4 separate regions of the Mus musculus genome follow, and regions 1, 3 and 4 are each linked to region 2. Evidence: chromatin contacts called from public HiCAR-type and HiChIP or PLAC-seq data. All regions are on one chromosome and are shown on one strand. The core of a region is the stretch at or near the end of the contact, and the rest is flanking DNA. Distances in the headings are between cores, read along the strand shown.

The links. HiCAR-type assays count read pairs that join an accessible place to other places. HiChIP or PLAC-seq counts read pairs in DNA pulled down with a chosen protein or histone mark.
Region 1: an H3K4me3 HiChIP or PLAC-seq map of neural progenitor cells shows a contact between it and region 2, with 17 read pairs. The contact joins the enhancer-like site here to the promoter of Als2 in region 2. A contact is called at or near these places in 8 of 39 promoter capture datasets (the HPC-7 cell line, cranial neural crest, embryonic stem cells and 5 more), 1 of 15 datasets of contacts at CTCF or cohesin (embryonic stem cells), 10 of 484 Hi-C or Micro-C datasets (the N1E-115 cell line, embryonic stem cells, nephron progenitors and 2 more), 13 of 115 datasets of contacts at active chromatin or transcription factors (acute myeloid leukemia, bone marrow-derived macrophages, embryonic stem cells and 5 more) and 2 of 9 other capture datasets (adipose tissue and macrophages).
Region 3: a contact with region 2 is called in an H3K27ac HiChIP or PLAC-seq map of embryonic stem cells, with 8 read pairs. The contact joins the enhancer-like site here to the promoter of Als2 in region 2. A contact is called at or near these places in 15 of 39 promoter capture datasets (the C10 cell line, the HPC-7 cell line, the SN4741 cell line and 8 more), 4 of 15 datasets of contacts at CTCF or cohesin (the G1E-ER4 cell line, embryonic stem cells and large pre-B cells), 48 of 484 Hi-C or Micro-C datasets (the C2C12 cell line, CD4 T cells, CD8 T cells and 22 more), 40 of 115 datasets of contacts at active chromatin or transcription factors (the NIH/3T3 cell line, PVALB interneurons, T-cell acute lymphoblastic leukemia and 21 more) and 4 of 9 other capture datasets (adipose tissue, embryonic stem cells, liver and 1 more).
Region 4: a HiCAR-type map of astrocytes shows a contact between it and region 2, with 2.3 times the contacts expected there. The contact joins the enhancer-like site here to the promoter of Als2 in region 2. A contact is called at or near these places in 15 of 39 promoter capture datasets (the 3T3-L1 cell line, 3T3-L1-derived adipocytes, the C10 cell line and 12 more), 1 of 15 datasets of contacts at CTCF or cohesin (large pre-B cells), 1 of 484 Hi-C or Micro-C datasets (bone marrow-derived macrophages), 13 of 115 datasets of contacts at active chromatin or transcription factors (acute myeloid leukemia, astrocytes, bone marrow-derived macrophages and 7 more) and 3 of 9 other capture datasets (adipose tissue, embryonic stem cells and liver).

Annotation. Positions count from the first base shown.
Region 1 is chr1:59,506,317-59,510,110 of GRCm38.p6, reverse strand. No RefSeq gene overlaps it. Among named protein-coding and RNA genes, the nearest start is that of Gm973, 16 kb to the left of the region's middle. Within about 2 kb of position 1,415, at least 26 of the 459 cell types and tissues checked have an H3K27ac peak or open chromatin away from gene starts, as enhancers often do. A contact at or near this core is called in neural progenitor cells, where this site is marked.
Region 2 is chr1:59,235,585-59,239,886 of GRCm38.p6, reverse strand. Als2 (alsin Rho guanine nucleotide exchange factor) reads left to right here and starts at 2,656. Exons shown (of 34, transcript NM_028717.6): 1 at 2,656-2,732. It overlaps Gm33667 (predicted gene, 33667), which reads right to left and starts at 2,532. Exons shown (of 2, transcript NR_168353.1): 1 at 2,134-2,532; 2 at 865-1,202.
Region 3 is chr1:59,607,283-59,611,212 of GRCm38.p6, reverse strand. It overlaps Gm973 (predicted gene 973), which reads right to left. Exons shown (of 19, transcript NM_001357842.1): 11 at 3,408-3,480. Among named protein-coding and RNA genes, the nearest start is that of Gm33833, 11 kb to the left of the region's middle. Within about 2 kb of position 2,147, at least 51 of the 459 cell types and tissues checked have an H3K27ac peak or open chromatin away from gene starts, as enhancers often do. A contact at or near this core is called in CD8 T cells, the CH12 cell line, the G1E-ER4 cell line and 11 more, where this site is marked.
Region 4 is chr1:59,532,926-59,537,091 of GRCm38.p6, reverse strand. The region is part of intron 2 of Gm973 (predicted gene 973); the gene reads right to left. It overlaps Gm28411 (a long non-coding RNA gene), which reads left to right. Exons shown (of 5, transcript XR_003948670.1): 5 at 3,850-4,097. Among named protein-coding and RNA genes, the nearest start is that of Gm973, 11 kb to the right of the region's middle. Within about 2 kb of position 1,506, at least 48 of the 459 cell types and tissues checked have an H3K27ac peak or open chromatin away from gene starts, as enhancers often do. A contact at or near this core is called in astrocytes, embryonic forebrain, forebrain and 1 more, where this site is marked.

The DNA.
Region 1 (3,794 bases), core at 166-2,665, 270 kb before region 2:
TGACATGTCCCATCTTCTTCTCATGGAAGTAGGGTCTTCCCATGAACTCACCAAGGGGTGTAGTTTGTCAGGAACTAGGAGAGCAAGAGTTGGGAAAGAGACATTTCTTAGCTGTCCCAGCTCAGCATGGCCCAGCATGTCCTTTGCCTCCAGTAACCACATTTGTCAGATGGAGAAAGGGAAAAAGGCATTGGTTTTGGCTCTGAGTAGCAGCTTTTCATTCTCTTGAAAGGTAGAAGGAAAATTGCGGTAAGAGGAGGAGATGCAAAGGCCTGTTCCCTTTTAAAGAGAGCCAGGGGAAAAGAACTCAGAAATTCAGAATGCGAAGTGTCCCATGGCTGCACGTCCAGAACAGCTGGCTGTCACTGCAGGGCCTATGCTCAACCACCCACTGGCTAAATTGTCACATAATCTTGGCCAGTTCCTTAACATCTCTGAGCCTCATCTTTTTATCTGTATAGCTAGGACGATACCACAAACCGGCAAGGCTGGCAGGATGAGCCTAGGTAATGTCTCACAGGTGCAAAAAACAAGTGGCTGCTGTCATGGCTGAAGAGAGTGAGAGCCAACTGTTAGGCTTTCCGGGGCAACCCAGGGGCAACCCAGGCTTTGACATTCTCTCTCTCTCTCTCTCTCTCTCTCTCTCCCTCCCTCCCTCCCTCCCTCCCTTCCTCTTCTTTTTTTAAAGACAGGGCCTCATGTAGCCCACGATATGCAACCATTGATGTTCTTCTGATCTTGGGCCTACAGGTGAGCACAAACACACCGGGTTTCCTCAGCGCTGGGGATAAACCTAAGGCCTGCTTAGGGCTACCACTTTAACAATGGAGTTGCATCCTCGGTCCCAGAAACCAGGGTTTGAAATTTCCATTTTCTCTTTCAGGATTCCTACTTTTTTTTTGTTTTTTCCTCTCCACCCATACTTCCTAGAAAAGATATGCCAAGCTCTTGGGAGGAATTTTGAAATGTACCTCTGCTTTCAAGTGGGTTTGGAACGTTTCTTTTATTTTGTGCCTTCTTAAATTCCCATGGAAGGTTCTCATTTTCATCAGGCAACTAACTGACAGTTATGCTTTGGGGGAATATGGGAGCACTGGGAAGACAGTACCAGTGCTCTCCTCGCCTTCCTCCCATGGCTCTGCTCTACAGACTCCTCCCCCTCCGCCCACGGCTCTGCTCTACAGACCCAGACCTGGGATGGGAATGTTAATTTGGCTTCCCAGTTGGCATCACCGGGCTCCACAGCCTCCACTCCACCGGGAGCCACAGACTCTGGTCCTTAGAGCTTTCGACACTGGGAAGGTAAGACTGGGGAGATGCCTTCCGGCATCTGGATGGGTCAGCCCAGTGCCCGGCGCCCCATCCAACCCCTAGCTCAGCCGCGGTCACTGCCGCCTGGGGAGCCTGCCTTTGAGGGCTGACATTTTGTTGGTACAAAGTCAAGTCCCAACGGCAGGCTGACTTGGGTTGCAATGGAAAGTAGATTCCAAAGCTGCCCCTGGAATGTGAACTTTTCCTGGAAGCTTTCCACGCTGCCTCTTAGAGAACAGCAGGCATCAACGTCTTCACACCAGGAGTCAATTAAAGAAACCCAAATTATTACCATTCCAATAAACAGTGATCTCCGCTCCTCTCCAAATAAACTTGTTGGGATGGCCTCAGAGCCAGGTCTAATTACACAGTCAGATAGCATAAATCTGGTTAGAAGCCTTTCGTCTGCTTTAATTAATTTTCTCTTGCAATCAAAGCTATTTTCAATAAATGTTAAATATGTATTTAAACAACTCCTGGGCTTCACACCATTCCTCAAGCCTGCTGGGGTTCTCTTTCATCTGTCCTTCTAGAACACTCTATTCCCAGGGAAAGACTTACAAGAACAGCACATCTCTGAAATGTAGCCTGTGATATAAATACTCGTTATCCTGGGGACATGGATCACGAGTCTTAGGTCAGAGTGGGGGGTCATTTAAGGTGGTTCTGCATACTGTTACACATTGAAACCACTGGATGGAAAAGGAGAAGAAGTAAATAGTAAGAAATTTAGCAGTTGGAGCCTAATTATGCCTTTCAAAGTTGTCTGAAGTAGGACTTCTCAAATATAATTTTTTTTTTTTTTAAATAAAGTGCTGGGCTGGAAGGAAGGCTCAGTGGGTGAAGTGCTGGACCCCTGGGTACCCTATAAATGTAGGAGAAGATAACCAGTTCCACAAAGTTGTCCTCTGATCTCCACAGGTATGCCATAACACGCACAAGCCTCCACAATAAAACATAATAGTTTAATAAAAAAGAAAGGAAGTGTTTCATATGATACGTTGAGTGTACCTCGACTCTGTGTGAACACAGCCTCCACTGTCACACTCAAGGCGAGGAACATGACAATGACAGGCACAAGACAATAGGAGTGATGGAGCTCGGGAGGCAGGGATAAGGTCATGAGTTAAATAAAACTACCACTCTTTTGTTTTGTTTTGTGAGACAGGGTTTCTCTGTATAGTCCTGGCTGTCCTAGAACTAACTTTGTAGACCAGGCTGGCCTCGAACTTAGAAATCTGCCTGCCTCTGCCTCCCAAGTGCTGGGATTAAAGGCGTGCACCACCATGCCCCGGCTAAAACCACCACTCTTGAGCTTAATCCTTAAAGCCACACTTGGGGGGGGGGGGGGGGCCTGGGCCGGCAGGGTCAGCAGAGCTGGTTGAGAACCACTTGCTATGGATGAGGTGAGCTGTAAGAAGCTTGGTAAGCACACACCTGGAAGTTCTGGAGAACCCCTGTGTCCAGGTGACATTCCAGCAGCCACCCCAGGGTAGGGTCAGAGCTTGGAAGGCTTTATGTAAGTCACATGGAATATCTTCAGTATCAGAGAACCCGACATGAAGAACCCCTATCCCAAAGCCAGGTGGTTTATGCTTGTAACCCACCGGTTTCCAACCTCCCTAATGCTGTGACCCTTTAATTTAGTTCCTCATGGTGTGGTGACTCCCAACCATACAATTGTTTTCATTGCTACTTCATAACTTTAATTTTATTAATGTTATGAATTGTAATGTAAATATCTAATATGCCGGATATCTGCTATGTGATCCCTGTGAAAGGGTTGTTGGAGCCCCAAAGGGGTCAAGATCCACAAGTTGAAAACGGATTACATCGTAATCCCAGCACTTGGTAGGTGGAGGCAGGAGGACTCCTTTGCTCCTCATTACCATCCATCAAAGGACTATTCAGGCCATCTTCACAGAGCAAGGACCCCATAGGTGTAGAGAGAGCTGGACCAGACCAGAATCCACTGAGCCGATGTGTCAGCAAATCTTACAAAACATACAGGCCAACGGAGCTGCTTTTCCGGTCATTCAGAGGACTGCAGTTCCCATCCTCTCAAGTGGGTCAGATTGAAAAGGGAGACAACCACCCCTGGGAGAAGGTGTCTGTGGAGAAAGGACGACCAAAGCGAGCAAGGCGAGCACACAGACAAACCAGAAAGCAGGAGGACGACTCCATCAGTGCCGTGAGGGTGGATGGAGGGCACCAAGCTTCGTTTTGCTTCTCTTCTGCTCACCTTGAACCTGACATGGCGATTCCATTGGTTTTCTGACGTTCTGACTGCAGAGTAAGAGGGGATAGGGAAGAACCTGGGCTCACAGCTTAGCAGAGAAGGCCACATTCCTTCCTTTCTTCCATCCCTTGTGATCCTGTGGGATAGCCAGGGCTTTCTGCAGCCAGCGGGTCATAACTGTGCCTTTGAGGGGCCCAGGAAGAACCTGGAGAAAAGTTTCAAGGAACTTTCTAGCATCGTGCTC
Region 2 (4,302 bases), core at 1,407-3,906:
AGTGTCAGGCTGAAGAGATGGCTCAGCAGTTAAGAGCACTGACTCTTCCAGAGGTCCTGAGTTCAATTCCCAGCAACCTCATGGTGGTTCACAACCATCTTTAATGCCCTCTTCCGGTGAAGACAGTGACAGTGTACTCACATACACGAAATAAATAAATCTTTAAAAAAAAAAGTGTATAGTGTCTTACCATCTTGTTACTGTGAGTGGCAACCAAGAGCAATGCCAGCAGTCTGGTTGTTTTGGGGACATTCTTAAACCTATTTTTCCAGGGCTGAATATACACTTTATAAGGATAGATGTGTGTGATGGTTTGTATATCCACAGGGAGTGGCACCATGTAGAGGTGTGGCCTTGTTGGAATAGGTGTGACCTGGTTGGAATGGGTGTGTCACTGTGGGTGTGGGCATAAGATCCTTACCCTAGTTGCCTGGAAGTCAGTCTTCCACTAGCCGCCTTTGGATGAAGACATAGAACTCTCAGCTCTGCCTGCACCATGCCTGCCTGTATGCTGCCATGCTCCCACCTTGATGATAATGGCCTGAACCTCTGAATCTGTAAGCCAGCCCCAATTAAATGTTTGTTTGTTTGTTTGTTTGTTTTAATTTTATAAGACTTGCCTTGGTCATGGTGTCTGTTCACAGCAGTAAAACCCTAAGACAATGTGATATTCATCACTCTTTATATTTCTGAAAGGCCACATGGGTGATACAAAGTATGCTAAAATAACATAACTAAGCATCTAGCTACACAGAGAAACCCTGTCCTGAAAAACAAGAACACAAAACAAAACACAAATAAATGGAGGTAGAATGTTAGGTTGCAAAGGAGGTGAGGTAGAAGAAAAATAACTAAAAACAAAACCACAGAGACTTATTTTATTGAGGAGAAAGATGAGGGGTTGCATTCATTTTTTTTAAAAAAGCGGGTGAGTCTCAAAATGGATAAGAAGGGTGATGCCTTAATTCCAGGGCCAGGATTAGCCTGAGAGGACAAAACGTTTCTTTTCAGGACAGGAAAAGGAAGACTTCAGTTGCAGGTGGATACTTTGGTAGCAGCTAGAGGGAATGAAGGAAGTTCACCTCTGGGAGTCTCTCTTGCCTCAGAACTGTAGATGAAGACATTTATTTTTCATTTTTATCAAAGGAGGCGGGCAGGGTAGAGCTCAGTAAGGGATTGAGAGCTCCCGAGGGCAAGGTTACCTGGGGAGAGAATTAGGAGATAAGATCTTAGTGTATAAATGACTGGTGTAGGCTCCGAAATACTTTGGCCACACGGATGTCTCAGCTGAAGCTGTGTGACCATCCTGAGAGGAGTGAAGATATTCTGAGGAGAGACACGTGTGCCCCTCCTTTTGACTAGTGGACTAACAGGATAATGGGCCCCAAAGAACTAGATTTCCTCAAGAGTCTCACTGGAGAAGGAAGAGATTGGGTTTCTGGGTGCAAACCATCAGGAGAGCTTGGTTCTTAGTTCTGACAACTTGTCAGTTTGCTTTGCAGGACCAACCAAGATGTGTTTACCATGGGCAAGATCACACCTTGAGCCTTCTACTTATGTCAAGGCTCCAAAGATAGACTTAGGGGGTTTACTGAACCAGCCCCTTAGTTCTTTTTCCTAGTGCAGTCTCATTGAATAAATTTCTTTCACTGTTGTCTTTTTTAGCTGTGTTATGGAGGACAGGTAGCTTGTTAGGGCGGCCAGAGTCCAGGCTTCATTAACTGCAGGACATCCCTGGTTTGTACCATTTGGTGGCGCCATTCTCAAGGCTGTACACTTTTCTGTTCTAGCACTGAAGTTGATAAGGCTCTGGTGAGAGACCCTGAGTTGGAGGAACCAGTTGGGAATTTGTACGCAGGGGCATTCGATTCGGGGAATATATCTATCTTTAATGAGTAAATAAATGTAACTCTGTAGGTTCCGCGATGCACACTCTGTAGCAGCAGATTTCTCTCTGGCTTGTGTTCTGAGAGCATCTGTTACACAAAACATTCAAGGGAGCACTTAGGGGTGCAGCGGGAGGATTGCGACCGTGACAAGTATGGATGGTAGTGAGACTAAGAAGCAAGCAAAAACAATTTTAACGCTGTATATTGAGGAGCCCTGAGGAAATAGTTTCTTCCTACTCTTTACCGTTTAAGGTGGACACGCGGCAAAGGCACACTCGGGAAGAGATGACGTCATGCAGCTTAAAGGTAGCTCGTATTTTCACTTTTGTTATTTCTCTTGAGACACGTTCTCAAGGCTGGCCTCGAATTCCTGATCCTGCTGCCTTCATCTCACAAATGTTGGGATTACAGACGTGTGCAGCCATGTTCTGATAGGTAAGATTTTCTCTTCATTTCTCGCAGTTTGAGGAGGTAACAAAACTTGCAGTAGTTTCCATCCTCAAGCGCGGCCTATCGTTACCATGGAAACGCTTATTGAGTTAGGTCCTTTCACTGAGTCTTCGGTTGCTTCTAAAGTGCGCCCGCCCTAGGACGATTGGTTCTGCCCTGACTGAATGGTTTGCCTGCAGTCACTGATGCGTTCGGAGCAATCTTGATCCCTGTCGGACGCCGTCACCGGCTCTTGCCTAGCTCCACCCATTCTGCGGGCCCGCCTCTCCAGCCCGCCGCCGGAGGCCCCGCCCCTACCTGGAGGCCCCGCCCCCATGAATCAGCTGATCTCGCGTACCCGCGGTGCAGTCGGGCTCGCGCCGGGAGAAGAGCGCGGAGCTGCGGGAGCGTCAGGTGAGCCCGCGCGGGTCCGGGCGGTCCTTGGGTTCGAAGGCGGGTCGGCGGAGGTGCGGGAGCGCGCTGGGCTGGCCTGCGGGGACGGCGCCTGCCTGTGAAGAGCTCCGGACGTGGTGGCTCGGCCCGGGTCCCACCCTCCGGGTCCCAGCGCCCCACTGCCGTGGTCGGAGCTGTGTGGCATTCCTTCGGGTCCCCTCTTCCCGCCTCCACCCACGCTGCTTACGCCCATCCGCTCAGAGGGTTTTTTGAATGCCCACAGTGGGCGCCCAGCTGGCTAGACAGTGAACCTTGCTGAGTGTCCTAGGTGGGTTTGCCCCAGGATGCATATCGTGGGGAAAAGTGAAGGGGGGCGGGGAGGGTCTGTGGTTTGAAACAGCGTTTGCTGAAAATGAAAAGGACTTTGGTATTAATCAGTGGTAGTTTGACCAAATCCCTAAATGTATCAAGTCATCAAAGGAATCATCGTGAAGACAGGAAAGAACACTGGAGCGATCTTGAGGAAATGGTCCTCACATTGATGTTGGTCCTCCAGGTAACAGGGCTATTTGCAGACAAGCAACTGTAGATTTGTAGAGGCAAGCTACTGTTTAGTACTTCTGTGGTTACCAAAGAGGGAAAACACACTGGTTGAATTGGGTGGTCAAGAGCAGCACTTTCTTATAGATTAACTGACTGCTGTACCCAAATTAAGGTTGTTACTCTGTTGTTCTTATATTTGTATCTGTTTTTTAAATGACTGTCAAGGATAAACTTGTGTGATGTAGGTTTATTTGGAGCAGGTACAAAAATGCAAAAAAACAGTAGGCCATACTTTTTTGTTTTTTATCATATACCTGTATGTATTAGTGTTCTCTAGAGTCACAAAACTTATGAAATGTATATATTAAGGGAATTTATCATAGTGATATACAGTTTACAGTCCAACTAGCCCAACAACGGGAATGGGAAGTCCAAGAATCTAATAGTTGCTCAGTCCCACGAGGGTAGTTATTTTAGCTGGTCTTCTGGATAAGCTGGAATCCTGAAGAAGTAGGTTCCAATAGATTCGATGGCAAAGGAGTGCAGGCAGGCAAAGGAGAGAGAGCCTTCCTTCTTCCAATGTCCTTATGTAGGCCTCTAGCAGAAGGTGTGACCCAGATTAAAGGTGTGTGCCATTACCCCTGGATTTGGAATTTGCTTTGTCCCAGGCTAGCCTTGAACTCGGAGATCTGCTTGCCTCATTCTCCTGGGATTAAAGGCGTGTTCTACTTTGCCTGGGCCTAAGCTTTTCATGACCACTATGCCTCAAGACTTGTGTTGTCCCATGTCAAGATGTGGGTCAAAAGCCTGTGTAGTCTAGCCTCAAGATCTGGATCACAGGTGAGCCATCCATTTCTGCATTGTAGTTTGTTCCAGATGTAGTCAAGTTGACAACCAGGAACAGCCATCACAATGTGTTAGGTAATGAAATCAGTGAAAGATTTCTTGTTTACTTTATATTTTTGGTTCTTTAGCCTATAGTAGTACTAGACAGGTAATTTGGGAAGAAAAATTAAATAATGTTTAAAAACTACATTCATCTATTTAG
Region 3 (3,930 bases), core at 898-3,397, 370 kb before region 2:
ATTTATTTTTATTTATGTGTGTATACATGTCTGTAAATGTATGCTGTGCGTGTGGGTACCTTTGGTGGCCAGAAGAGGGCGATAGATATGCTGGAGCTGAGGTTACAGGCAGTCGTTAGTCACCTGATGTAGGTGCTGGAAATTAAACTCATGGCCTCTGGAAGGGCAGAGAGCTCCCCTAACTACAGAGTCATCTCTCTAACCCTTTGTTTAACTTTGGAAACAGGGTCTGTCTCTATAGCCCAGGCTGGCCTTGAGTTTGTTTGCTGCACACCATAGCCTTTTAACTGCCAGAATTCCAGGCAAGTGCCATCAGAAACCTTTCACAAACTTTTCAGGTGATGGCTGGCTGTGGGGGTGGGGGTGGGGGTGGGGGTGGTGCACATCTTTAATCCCAGCACTCATGAGGCAGAGCCAGGTGGATCGCTGGTCTACAGAGCAAGTTCCAGGATGGCCACGGCTACACAGAGAAACCCTGTCTTAAAACCAAACCAAACCAAACCAAACCAAACCAAACCAAACCAAACCAAAACGTGTAGGTGCTTCTGAAGTGCACTAACGTTTCAGAACCACTGATCTAGGAAGTAACTAGAATTGACCTTTTATCCTTTCCTTGGGCTTTGGGACTGTTTCCCCAGTCTGCCCAGATTTGGAGGTTGCTGGTGAACCTTATCTTGTGGAAACTTGCAAAAGAATTCTAAGTCCTCTCACTAGATCACTCATACTTTTTTTAAAAAATGTACTAATGTGTGTGTGTGTGTGTATATATATGCAATCCATGTAATACTGGTGACTGAACCCAGGGCCTCACACATCCTAGAAAGTGTTATAACACTGAGATGTATCCCTAGTATCTGGCTCACTCCTTATAATAAACCGTGCAGGTCACTACTGAATTTAAAGTAGGAAAAACAACATGACCATTAAGACCAAAGGGGAGAATTGTTCTTTAAACAGCTAAAAGCACTTCCTTGGAATTTCCTTCTTCTTGCCTTCCAAGACCGGAAAGCCTTTCTAAAAATTAGCATTTGTCATTGAGACAGGCACAGGCCTCCGGTGACTTTCTGCAGTGGCATTTCATTGCATTGAGAATGTCTGGCTAACCTCCGAGGACTCGGCCGGAGCCGGCCCTGGCGTCATGAGACAGGAAATCTGTTTTGACTGACTCAGTCATGGCTTAGCTTGGGCCATGTTCTGTGGTGCCTAAAGCCCCCGCTGCACTTGGCTAAGACGCTGGAGCCTGCCAGGGTTCGCATTCTGGATCTGTGATTTACAACAGGGACAATCTGAAGATCAGGGTACATTTTCCTGGCTAGTGTCACTCAGCTTTGAGCATGGAGGTGACAGAGCCTCATGTTAGAAGAATTCTTGCTTAAAATCCTGACCAACCTAGGCCTCATACTCCCAAAATATATTCTTATCAGATACCCACAAAGAATGACATTAAATATCAGTATAGGGCTGGAGAGATGGCTCAGCGGTTAAGAGCATTGGCTCCTCTTGCAGAGGTCCTGGGTTCTATTTCCAGCAAGCACATGGTGGCTCACAACCATCTGTAAGTAGGGTTGCAGGGGATCTGACGCCCTCTGTTGGTCTCCTCAGGCACTGCATGCACATGATACACAGACGTACATGCCGGTAAAACACCCATACACAGAAAATAAAAATAAATACATTTAGAAATAATAAAATCAGTATAAAATTATTTTTGAGTAGGATGGGAAGAAACAGTGGAAGATAAACAGGAAAGATCAAAACCTTCCACTTAAGGAGGCAGAGTCAGTGTTGTTTCACAGTTTGGTAGTGACCACAGAGGGAAGATATTAATTTGCTGCAATGTCCAAATTGAGGTTGGTATTTATTAAGGGACATCATTTTTTTTTTTCGTTCCTCATCACCGCTTAAAGAGTAAAGTTCTTTTACCAGTCCCTGAGGCAGAAAAGGATGCCAGGCGTGGAGAGGTGAAGGTGCTTGTAGCCTGCTACACAGTTCAGGTTCAGTTTAGTAGCACAGACCTGCAGCTGGGCATGCATTCGCTTGTGACTTTAAGGGGCCAGGAAAGAAAAAAGGCGCCCTCTCTGTGAGTCACATGGTTTAGGTTTCAGAGCCCAGGCTGGAGTTCAGGCCCGCTTGCTCCCTCTGCTGTACATTGTGTAGCAACAATAAGCACATGGCTTCTGTCTGGCCTGGAACCCACCCTTAGAAATGTAAGTGGGGCTGGAGAGATGGCTCACTGGTTAAGAGCATTGGCTTCTCTTCCAGAGGTCCTGAGTTCAATTCCCAGCAACCACACGGTGGCTCACAACCATCTGTAATGGGATCTGATGCCCTTGTGATGTGGCTGAAGATAGCAACAGTGTACTCATATACAGAAAATAATCTTGAATGAAAGAAAGAAAGAAAGAAAGAAAGAAAGAAAGAAAGAAAGAAAGGTAAGGGGTTTTCACTTCTGCAAGAAGCAATGACACCCACCTTTAATGCTAATAAGAGGCAGGGGCGGGGGCAGGGGCAGGGGGATTTCTGTGAGTTCCAGGACAGCCAAAGTCACACACTGAGACTGTCTTAAAACACACAAGCAAAACTAAAACTAAAACCGAAACTGAAACCATACCAAACCAAAACTAGAAGCTATAATGGGTAAGGAACAGTCCTGCTGCCAGAGCCCAGTGGGGTAGTAATATGCCTAGGTGCCCACAAAAGCATTGAGAGCCTAATTCAGTCTCTGAGCTATGAACTGTGAGTGCCTCCACACCCAGTGGCCCCAGGCTCAGTATTTCTTAGAACTACTACCACCCGTCATGATCAATATAAACTTGTTTTTGAAGGAAGCCTCCACCAAGGCACACTGTTCGTTTGAGAAAGGATCTCTCTGTAGTGCTGGCTGTCCTGGAACTAAGGAGACCAGGCTGGCCTTGAACTCCCAGAGATCTACCTATCTTTATCTCCCAAGTGCTAGGATTAAAGACCTGTGCCTCTTTGGCATTCTTGCCAGCCAGGGCTCTGGTCGACAGCAGCTAGGCCTCTAAAGAGAAGGTCCTGCTTTCTCGTACCAGCATGTCTGTAGGCATGGAACCCTAGCCGCCTCACCAGCATATGCACACCTCCATGAAAGCAGGAGGTGGAGAAGGGTGGATGCTTGGGGTGGGGGTGGGGTTTGTGTCTGTCCCCGAAGTCTCTACTCTTGTCTCAGTCTGCAGTCTCCAGCAGGAAAGAAATCTTTAAATAATGGAAGAACAGAAAACATGTCGCTTGCATTTGCATTCGACAGACAGAGGCCTCTGCTTCTAACTTCCAGTTCATGCTTTGAAGGGACATGGAAAGACTTCTCTGTTAATGGGTCTGAACAACACCGAGTTCTATCTGGGCAGTCCCAGTGAAAGGATTCACGAATCGCCAGCTCACTCTACCTTGGCTGTCTTTGGCATTTCCTCTGAGGGGTCCTCCTGGTTCTTCATGAGAGTCAAGTTCACTTCCACGTTCCTATTGGGTTAACACACAAAAGAATAATGAGACAAAATAAATGCAAACTCCCCTGTGTCCATGCCCTTCCGGTAGAGTGTGGATTTTTGAGACAGGGTGTCCTTATGTAGCCCTGGCTGTCCTGGAGCTCACTCTGTAGACCAGGCTGGTTTTGAACTCACAGAGATCCAATTTCCTCTGCCTCCTGAGTGCTGGGATTAAAGGCGTGTGCTACCATTATCCAGTGCTGCTGAGGACTATAATCAGGATGTCTTCCCATGCCAGGCAAGTGCTCAGCTGCAGAGCTACCATCCCCAGCCTGTCCTCTCTGTCAGTTTCTTTCAGCATAAGCGTCCAGAGATAAGTTTTAAGGAGCCAGGTGGGGCTTTAGTCCCGCTGATCGAGAAGGGAAAAAGGATGGCACAGGCCAGCTGCTGGGAGGGTGTGGAGCACCTCTAGGGACTTGACAGA
Region 4 (4,166 bases), core at 257-2,756, 300 kb before region 2:
CTTCAGCGAAATAGTTCTTTCCTGGGATTCCCACAAGATACACAGGTCTGTCCACACCTTGATGTTAGTTCATTGAAACCCATTTCAAACTTCTAACTGTAGAAGTGTAAGATAATACATTGTTGTCTGAGTGTTAGCTGGGTCACTGGCTGAGTATCCGTCGTTATAGCAGCCATAGGAAACTAATACAGTGGCCAAGATCAGCTTCCAAAGACTAAGCAAGACAGTATGTACGTAGTCCAAATCCAAGGCAAGGCCTTCTCTGACTTGTCCTAGCAGCTCCTTGCACCTTAAGCTAGCAGCCCAGCAAAGCTCCCACAGATACATTAGAATTACGATAACGAGGGAATATAAAAGAAATACTTGTTAAGTAACAAGGGCAACTGGGGGTCTTATCCAGACTCAGACAGTCATCATCACCCTGTGTCAGCAGAAGCTATAGTGTCTCAGAAGAGCTGACACTTGGATGCTCAGAGAACAGTCAGCTGAAGCAAAGGTTTACAGACAAGTGAGGCTCTTAAGCACCTACACATTCCCTGCCTCGTGGCCCCGCGGGGCTAGAAATCACACATTGGCTCAAAGCAAAAAGAAAGTCGCCAGCACAAGATTTTTCCAGAAGCTCTCAAGAACTTCCGTGGTAGAGGACTTGATGAGCACATAAAAGACCTTGGGTTCCGTCCTCAGCAAAGGATCCAAATCAAACAAAGCTTCATCCACTTAGCGGCCCCCATTCCATCTGCAACCCCAGCCCCTCCCCTTTGTCATACAGTATCATATTAACAGACTCTAGGGATTAGAAAAAGGACATCCTGGGTTGGGATGTGTGTGCACACATGCACGTGTGTTTGCATGGTTTTTTTAGTCTCTCTTGTTCGTTTCTCAAGTGATGACTGTGAAGGTAATTCATAAAGCTTCATCATTGGATGAACAGGGGCAGAGGGAAGACCAGGACCACTGAGGAGGCTGGCTAGGGTGAGAGCTATTTCCATGTTTCCAATATGCATAGTGTGAGTGGAAACAAGGCAAAGCACAGAGGAACGAGTTAGAATAATTACCACCTCTTAAAGAGTGTCTTTGCGTATAATAACAGTGGAGAGACTGAAAGAAAAATATTAAAATACTCAGAACAGCAATATCACACTGCTGGGTACGAGCACACACATAGTTCTTTTTTTATAAAATCAGAATTCTAGTAATATGGTTAGATTATATTTATAAGGAGGGAAAGTTAAAAATCAACTAACTTTAGTGCATCTGCCTCCTCTTCCACATTTTCCTAGTCCTCTCTCTTCCCCAGTAAAGCTCATTCTCAGCTCTCCACCCAACCACCCACTCAGAGGTTACTTGAAAACAGAGAGGGAGACAGAAGGGAGCCGGGGAGGGAGTTTCTGGAAGAGGGAAATAAACACGACAGCAGGAGGCTGACTGCGGTGGGTTCAGCCTGCTCAGCCTGCCTTGGCTTTGCCAGTCAACCCTCTCCAGGCTTCTTGTGAGACAAGTAATTAGTATGCTCAGAGCAGCCTGTTAGCCACCCTCCACCTTTAATGAGAGGCTTGCTCTGACAGGCTGCCTTCTCCATGTCTACCAGGCTGATGAAGATGTGTGTGTGTGTGTGTGTGTGTGTGTGTGTGTGTGCCCATGCTGCCTTGCATGTGTTGTGCTGTCCATTCATCCCAGGACAGAAGGAGGTGGTGGTTAGGGCTTGTATACCTGCTCAGGATGCCAGGGTACCAGCATCCTCAGGAAGGTCAGAATGGCCCACCCAGCCAGTTGCTACCATACCACAGAGAGCAGCCCAGCTTCTGTGTGCAGAAGTCCACAGAGGCTGAAGAGAGATGCCCAGAAATGCCAGGGCTGGTAGGCATTTCCTAGCCAACTCAGCCCTCACCAGATTCTCCAGATCTACTCTGCAGCCACAGTTCACGCCTGGCTGATTCCCCCGAATTCCCTCTGCTTGCTCTGGGCCCCTGCTCACCTATGTATGCCTGGGTCTCTATTTTTTTTTTTAACCACAAGATTCCATTTAAATTTTTTCTCCTCCAGAAAGCTACTCTAGACTTTCCCAGGCAGAGGCAGTCATGGTAGGAAGAAGCCAAAACAGCAGAGACAACAAAGGCACAATTAGACAAACAGGATTACTCCAGACTCAGAAAACCAACAGTGAAGAAGCCTGCAAAACGGAGTGTTTTAAATAAAGCTTTCTTCTGGCAAAGGATAACTATTCAGAGTATAGAAGGAACTTAAAAACATTAATAAAGAAAAAAATCCAGTTTAAAAATGGGCAATGTCTGCAGGCACTTCTCAAAAAAATCCAATGGTCAAAAGAGACTGGTGAGAAAAATGCTTAATGCCATTCAGAGCAGAACTTCAATGGGAGACCATCTCACCCAAACGAGAAAAGCTGTTATCACAAAGAATAAGAGGAGCCAGGGAGAGAGTGCTGGGAGCAGAGGGCTTTGGTGCTAAGCTTGATGAGCTGAGTTCAATCCTTGGGACCTACATGGTAGCAGGAGGGAACCACTCCAGAGAACTGTCTTCTGACCTATGCGCGCGCGTGCACACACACACACACACACACACACACACACACACACACACACAAATACATGTAATTTTTAAAAAGACAAGAAGTAGTGGCAAGGGATATAACTTAGGTATTAGAGTGCCTGAGGCCTTAGGTTCTATCCCCAGCTATGCTGCAAACCAGACAGTATGGCTGCCTGAAAGCCTAGCACTCTAGAGTTGGGAGCCAGAGGGTCAGGAGTTCAAGGTCCTTCTCAGCTACTTGGTGAGCTTGAGACCAGATATAAGATCTGGTCTTTTGGGGTTTTGTTTGTTTTGTTTTGTTTTGTTTTGTTTTTTGTTTTTTGTTTTTTGTTTTTTCGAGACAGGGTCTCTCTGTGTAGCCCTGGCTGTCCTGGAACTTACTCTGTAGACCAGACTGGCCTTGAACTCAGAAATTTGCCTGCCTCTGCATCCCAAGTGCTGGGATTAAAGGCGTGTGCCATCACTGCCTGGCTAAGATCTGGTCTTTTAAAAGGACAGAAATGACTGAATACCAAATACTGGCTCCATTTGAAACAAAGTGAACACTTAGCACTGTTGCTAGGAATGTAAATGAGCACAGCCACAGTGGAGAGCAAACGGAGATTCCCCCTAAACACTGACAACCGATCCACCACAGAATCTGTCCGTCTAACTCACAACTGGGCAGTAACTGAAGGAAAACACTACAGCAGCATTCCCACGCTTATTTGGGCATCAATAGCTGAGACAGAATCTTTCTAGATGCCCATTGGTGGATGGACGAGTAAGGGTCTTTCTCCGATGTGTTGGGAGCACAGCATGAAGTCCTCCCACCCACAGATCTCCAGGAATGTTAATCAAGCATATGGGATTTTCCCCTGGAAGGAATGGGTGTAAAACCTGTTCTTATCCAGAAAGCTGGGAAATGGAGGTGATTTAAAGCCTGGTGATTCGTGTTATCTCTTGGGCCGGGCCATATCGAGTTCCCACAGCCAGGACTAGAGATGGCTAGTAATCTAAATGACTTCTTCGATATCTGTATGACGAGACCAGGTCACATCCTTCCCTAGACCCTTAGGCTAGTACAGGTAGCCTATCTCGAGAACCCATTTTCTTAGAAGAAATGAGATGCACTCTGAGTTGAGTTTCGGTGTAATTGTGTTTCTTGTGCACCTGGGATTGTATTGTACCAGGAAACTTTTTTCTAAAGTAACTGGGGTTAAATATTCTGACAATGAACCACCTGGCTTCAGACTCTCTAGAAGGTTTGATCCAGGCTGAGGAGGTCAATTTGAACTGAGTTTTCATTCTTATCTCTTCCAGGTTTGTTTCCCTGCCTGACAGCTGCAGACATCCCTCACGTGTAGATTCTATAAGAAGACCAGGACGTAGAGTAGCATTGGAGATAGGAGTGTGTGGGAGTGTGTGCTGGAGGGAGGTAGGAAGGAGAAAGCTCCAGTGTTCTGCACCACGGGGGTCGTGGTGGCTACAGCTCACAAGAACCATCTAGTTTATGAATAACTGGAAGGGAGAAGCTTAAAGGCTACAAATACAAGGTGATGCTAAACCAGGTTGAAATGCCGGTTACCTTATTTTCACACATACGTATAAGCAGGCATTGCACATGCATACTGAAAAAC